Linked DNA regions of Triticum aestivum: region 1 is linked to region 2. A link is a contact called in public Hi-C data. All regions are on one chromosome and are shown on one strand. Each heading gives the region's core, a stretch centred on a gene start, on an enhancer-like site or on the middle of the called end of the contact. The rest is flanking DNA. Distances are from core to core; before and after follow the strand shown. Region 1 holds the start of LOC123091763 (metallothionein-like protein 1). Region 2 holds the start of LOC123091761 (glucan endo-1,3-beta-glucosidase-like).

The links. A called contact is a pair of places that touch in the nucleus more often than the background predicts.
Region 1: a contact with region 2 is called in a Hi-C map of leaf, with 5 times the contacts expected there. The contact joins the promoter of LOC123091763 here to the promoter of LOC123091761 in region 2. A contact is called at or near these places in 4 of 5 Hi-C or Micro-C datasets (leaf and an unstated tissue).

The regions. Positions count from the first base shown.
Region 1 is chr4B:191,015,649-191,018,348 of IWGSC CS RefSeq v2.1, reverse strand. It overlaps LOC123091763 (metallothionein-like protein 1), which reads left to right and starts at 1,288. Exons shown (of 2, transcript XM_044513383.1): 1 at 1,288-1,559; 2 at 1,749-2,164. The coding sequence starts at 1,507. The coding sequence ends at 1,923.
Region 2 is chr4B:190,721,216-190,724,282 of IWGSC CS RefSeq v2.1, reverse strand. It overlaps LOC123091761 (glucan endo-1,3-beta-glucosidase-like), which reads right to left and starts at 1,753. Exons shown (of 3, transcript XM_044513381.1): 1 at 587-1,753. The coding sequence starts at 1,642. It also overlaps the pseudogene LOC123090055.

The DNA of each region.
Region 1 (2,700 bases), core at 39-2,538, 290 kb before region 2:
GATGAGATATTCTCCGCCGTGGAGTTTGTCCAGTACTCAATTCTCTTTTGTTTTGGACGTGCAGGACTAGTTAGTACCTAAGGATGTGACATAATCTTTGTTAATGTTTTGTGATAAAGTTTTCTATGTCCCGCATCAAAATAAAATATCTCCTTCTAGATTGTCGACGTATTGGATGTGATGTTTTGTTGCGGTCTTGGTTACAAGAACTAAAACAAACAAGTTGTGATCTAGCATCATCAAAAAAATACTAAGTGATTTAAACGCTCTTAGATTAGTTTACAGAGGGAGTAGTTCTCATATAGTAGTCTTCATAATGATCATTGCTGGTAATGCCTACCATTGTGATTGATACGGGCTCTTCCTGAAACAGAAAACTGTGACTTCCAAATTTTTTTTTGCGAGGGGACTTGCAATTGGAGTGGAGAAAACAATTGCTTCCAGTACAAGTATACCCCATGCTTAACATTCGAGAAAAAAGTGTACCCATGCTTACAAAGTACTAATTCGTTATGTCCCCTCTCAATTCCAGAGGGAACTAGTAAAATAAGAAGAAAGTTACCCACAAAAAACAAAAACAAAGAAAGTACTTATGTTCACCATATTTTCTTTTAAAAAATATAGAAATATACACTTTTATTCCCTACAATTTGTAGATAGATATTGAATGAATGGTTCTTTGTTTAATATCTAAAAGCTACTTGATGTACCGCAAAAGAAATTTTGAGAAGCAACAAAGAAAGGCCCATTTCTTGCCGCCTTGCGGTTGAGAAAGTCATATATAGAAAATCATAGATTTTTCTTTTCTTTTCGAGAAGATACAAAATGATGTCGAATAGTGTGAAATCAAAAGAAGGGGAAGGGAAGGGAAGGGAAGTCAACTAGGCATTATTCCTTTTGACACAAACCATCCACGTCTTCATCAAGGAACAGTATACTGCGAATGTAACCCAGAGAGAGAGATTTGAAGGTAGAGGAGGTCCATACGTTGGATTTGTTGGCGTGCCAAACTATTATTAGTGGGCTTGGATATTTTTTTATTCGTTTTTCAGAAAGCAACCAGAAAGATCAGCTCAGATTGTCTTTGTGCTTAACTTAACCAGCTACTGCAACCCCTTTTATCACTAGTACAAGAAATTCACATGTAATGTAAAAAACGCTCCTGTATTATGCAACGGAGGGAATTACCTCTAACTGCCTCAAGGATAATCAAAATTATCGAGTGGAGAGCTTTCTGTCTCTATCTTAAGGCAATCGATTTCGAGAAATTGGACTAATTCCGGGAGGCCGGCGTACGTGTAGCATCGTGCCACGCAACAGCAGCTTATTAGCTAGACTAGCGTGGCCTCCTCTTATACGCTACCAAAGCTTGTGTACACCATTCGGCTATAAATAGTGGCGCCGGTGGGAGGCTATCCATTCAATTCAATTGTGCTCATCATCATCCCCGATACCAAAGCCCATCTTCTTCTCCTTGAAATCTTTTTGGGTTCACAGATTTGGAGGATGTCTTGCAACTGTGGATCCGGTTGCAGCTGCGGCTCAGACTGCAAGTGCGGGTATGGATGCTTTTTTTTATTTTTTATTTTTTGATTGACGTTAATGGATGCTTCTCCTTGCAAAAATACTCTCGTGCTATTTATCTACTACTTCATCTGGTGACCCCTTTAGCTGATCAAGCACCAGTTCCTTTTGTGGTGATGAACTATTGATCTGATTCGCCGACCGGTTGCCTTCGCCCGTTGCAGGAAGATGTACCCTGATCTGACAGAGCAGGGCAGCGCCGCCGCCCAGGTCGCCGCCGTGGTCGTGCTCGGCGTGGCTCCTGAGAACAAGGCGGGGCAGTTCGAGGTGGCCGCCGGGCAGTCCGGCGAGGGCTGCAGCTGCGGCGACAACTGCAAGTGCAACCCCTGCAACTGTTAAGCTGCATGCACTCGTACGTACGTACGTGTGATGGTGTGAGAGTATACTTGAATAACGAGCGTCTGATCTGATGGAGTCGAGCAAGGGTGCGTGTGCGTGTGATTTGCTTGCTCGCTCTCCGCCTATGCTCTGCCCATGGTGTCCTTGTGTGTATGTGTGTGCGCATGTCTCCCTGTAATTGCTTCATCTATCTCCACTATGGATGGAGTGATGAATATGTAAGAATGAAAGATTTACCTAATTAACTAGTCCTAAATCGCTACTTCAGTTACCTGATTTTTCTTGGCGGCGCATCTTCAGCTATTCTCTAACATGAAGCATACAGCGAAGGAATAAATTGCCCCCAAAAATTGTTGATTCCTCCTATACACTGAAGATTTCGATCGAGAATAAGTTGCCCCCCAAAATTGTTGATTTTCTTGGCGGCGCATCTTTAGCTACTCTCTATCAGAACATTCAATGTTTCTTAAGCGGAAAATAGGAAAAAGGAAAAGAAAAAAGGTTGCACGCAAGCAAGATCGGTTGCTGTGTTGTTTCTGGGCAGCGCTCTGTGCCGGTTTACCGGCGCAGGCACTAGATGGGTCCCCGTCAAAGACATTCGATCGAGATGGCTGGAACCGTTGGATCTGCGCCCTTTGTCTTTCCCTTCGTCTCATACAAAAAAAGAAAGAAAAAGAACCACACCACCCACACACAGGGAAGTGAATGAGGGCGCAAAAAAACAGATGAGACTTTGCGGCTTGCAGCAAACCGGCCCCCAACTCCCACCCGCGGTCG
Region 2 (3,067 bases), core at 504-3,003:
TTGGCAGTGGTCCCACCCCACCCACGCGCGTCCAGAAATACTGCCAGACGTGTCCAAGAGTGCTATCAACACACGCCTGCTGTCATACTGGATCCGTCAAGAAAGGCAGCCGTTTGGGCAAGCAGATCATGCAGGGGATAGGAGCAAAAGTCGGAAACGCAAGCAAGCAGCTATAGCCGTTTCCAGAAGAAGCTGGTCCATACACATACATCACCTTTGACAAATGCAGTTGCAGTGTGAATGGAGGACCACCTTAGCATTCAAGTCGGATCATATGCCGCCCATGGTTGACACGGCATGTTCATTGTTACTACTGGGTTGGGTTCATCCCTTAGTATTTTTTTTTCTCCCAAGTAAAATACTGAATCTGATACAATTGAAGCCACGTTTCCCAAAGAAATAAAACATAAAATCACGATCGTAAGACAGGGCCAGACAAATTATACGATGCAATCAACCAATCATTATCATTATACTAGTAAGGAAAGGATTTTATGCCCCAGCAATTTGATAAGTTTAAGGACACAAGACAGGCAGGTAAAGGTTCATATTAAGGATCATCAGGGGAGAAAAGCGCAGTACGTACCGCGCCGTCCCGGAGAAGTCCGAGGTCGTAGACGGGCGTGAAGTCCGGGTTGAAGAGGCCAAAGTGCCTTTCGGCGATTGGCCCTGGTTTCTGGTTCTCGTCGAAGAGGGAGAAGAGGTAGGTCTCGAATGTCCTGTTGGGCATCAGCGGCGTGCCCTTGCCGCTGCTGCACACCCGAATCATGCCCTCGTTGAAGTCCCTCGCCTCCTGCACCCCGACGCCAATCTGCCCGGGCTCCGCCTGGGTGGGCCACCCGGCCTCCCCGACGGCGATGTCGACGTCTCCGTACCCGAGCTTCTTCATGGCGGTGTAGATTGCGTCCATCTGGGCGTCCAGCATGCTGGTGTAGTTGAGCTTCGTTGCCGGGTCGTAGATGCCGCTGTTGGGGCGGAAGAGCGCGTAGTTGAGCGTCTCCGGCCGGTAGCTGAAGTAGGGGTAAGGGTTCACCATGAAGGGCGACCCGGTGTCGCGGTGGAACTGCAGCATGGCCGGGAATAGCTTGGTGTTGTAGCCCGCCCGGAAGCTGGCGTTGGAGGGGATGCCGTCGGAGGGGGCGAGGATGCCGAGGTAATGCGGGGTGGTGACGCGGACGCCGGTGAGGCCCTCGGCCTTGAGGGCCTGCGCGAGGCGGCGCATGGCGGGGAGGAGGGAGAGGATGAGGTTGGTGTCGGTGGAGAGGAGGATCTCGTTGCCGGCGAGGAGGAGGGTGACGTTGGTGGCGGGGACGTAGGGGGAGAGGTTGGCGCGGATCCAGGACCGCGCGGCGTCGAGGCCGGTGGCCTTGTCGGCGAGGGCGGGGAGGGCGGAGTTGGGGAGGGAGACGGCGAGGGAGATGGGCGTGCCGGCGAAGGCGGAGATAAAGGCCGGGTTGGCGTCGAAGAGCTTGACGCGGTCGATGGTGGTCTTGGTGGCGAGGAAGGTGGCGACGGAGGTCGGGGAGGGGAGGTTGTCGGCGTTGGCGCCGTAGTTGACGCCGATGTGCAGCGAGGGGGTCGCCGACTCTGCCCCCGCCGCGCCGGCGGCGAGCAGCATGAGGAGGGGGAGGAGGAGCGGCATCGCGGGGGTGGAGTGTGGAGTCGATTGCGGGTTTGAATCTGAGTTGGCAACGGGGGCTTCCGTTCCGTTCAAATACTACTACTGGTTCCAGAGCGGAGTACTGGAGAGGAGAGGAACGGACAAAGGTCGCGTGGTGGGTGCCATTACCTGGCCATTACAGTATTCTTATTCCCTTGTGCTTTAAATGCATTTTTATTTCTGGCTTTGTTGCGGCTGCCATGTGTCACTGTCTTTTTCATACGTACATTTAGGTCATTCATTTTCATATATATTTTCCCACGAGTTCACTATCTTTCATTTATTTTAGAAATCTTTCATGGTATTATTTTTTTGGGGCTGGTACACTACCTTTTTCCTTTGCTTTTGCACCATTTCTCAAAAGTGTTGAAATTAGTACTAGGAAACAGCAAGAAAGAGGGTAGTATACTAGTACTCTAGTAACCAAAGCATGCGTTTGGAATGAATAATCCAAGCCTTTTCTAAAGAATGGAAGAAAGTGAATATGAAAGGAGAAGATGCAAAACGCAAGTGGCCGCGTATTTCCGTGGGGATTTGCCTCTGCTCGAAGCTTTTGAATATTATTCGGCTGGTGCACGTATCGGTGTGCCGGAGAATGAGGGGGTGTTTGGTTCAGGGACTTTTTAGTCACAGAGACTAGAAAAAGTTCCTAAAAAGTCTCTAGAAGCCAAACGGGAGGGACTTTTTCTACAGGGACTAGAAAAAGTCCTAGGACTTTTAAACCAAACACCCCCTGAGGCTGGTCATAGTGGGGAGTAACTTAGAGTAGTAACATGCATACGTTACTACTCTATGTTACTATCCTTATAGTGGGAAGTGTTATATGTGTAGTAACATACACATGCTTATTTATTGTCTTGTAGACTCATTTTGTATTGAAAAGCGCTATGTGATGATAACATATTAGGTTACTTTATTTGTCTCTCTCTTCATTAACTACTTGTCACCTTAATATTTTTGCTTATGTGACATCTATGTTACTACCTATGTTACTTCCCACCATGATCAGCCTGAAGGAAGATAAAAAGGGAACCACGCCGAGTGGTTTCAGGAGACAAAGATGACAGCTCCTTCCTCTCGAAGAAAGCGAGGTGGACATGGGAAAATGGCACGCGCCGACTGGAAAATATCGATTATTTATTGCTTGGATAATCACCGATTTGGACGGTGGATGGGGCAGTTACCGTTGGCTGCCGCGTCGCCAACGGTGGGGAGGACGAGTAGTACGTGCGTGTTTGACCGGGTTGGATTGTGACGCTTCTCAATCTCACCAGCGTGGTCGGCCCGGCGCCAGCCGCAGATTCAGCGCACGTACACGGAGACGGAGATGGAGATCGTGTGGTCGGCAGGGAGAGACGCTCACGCACGAACCGCGTCGTCCCGTCCCTACCCTATCCACGCGTGCGC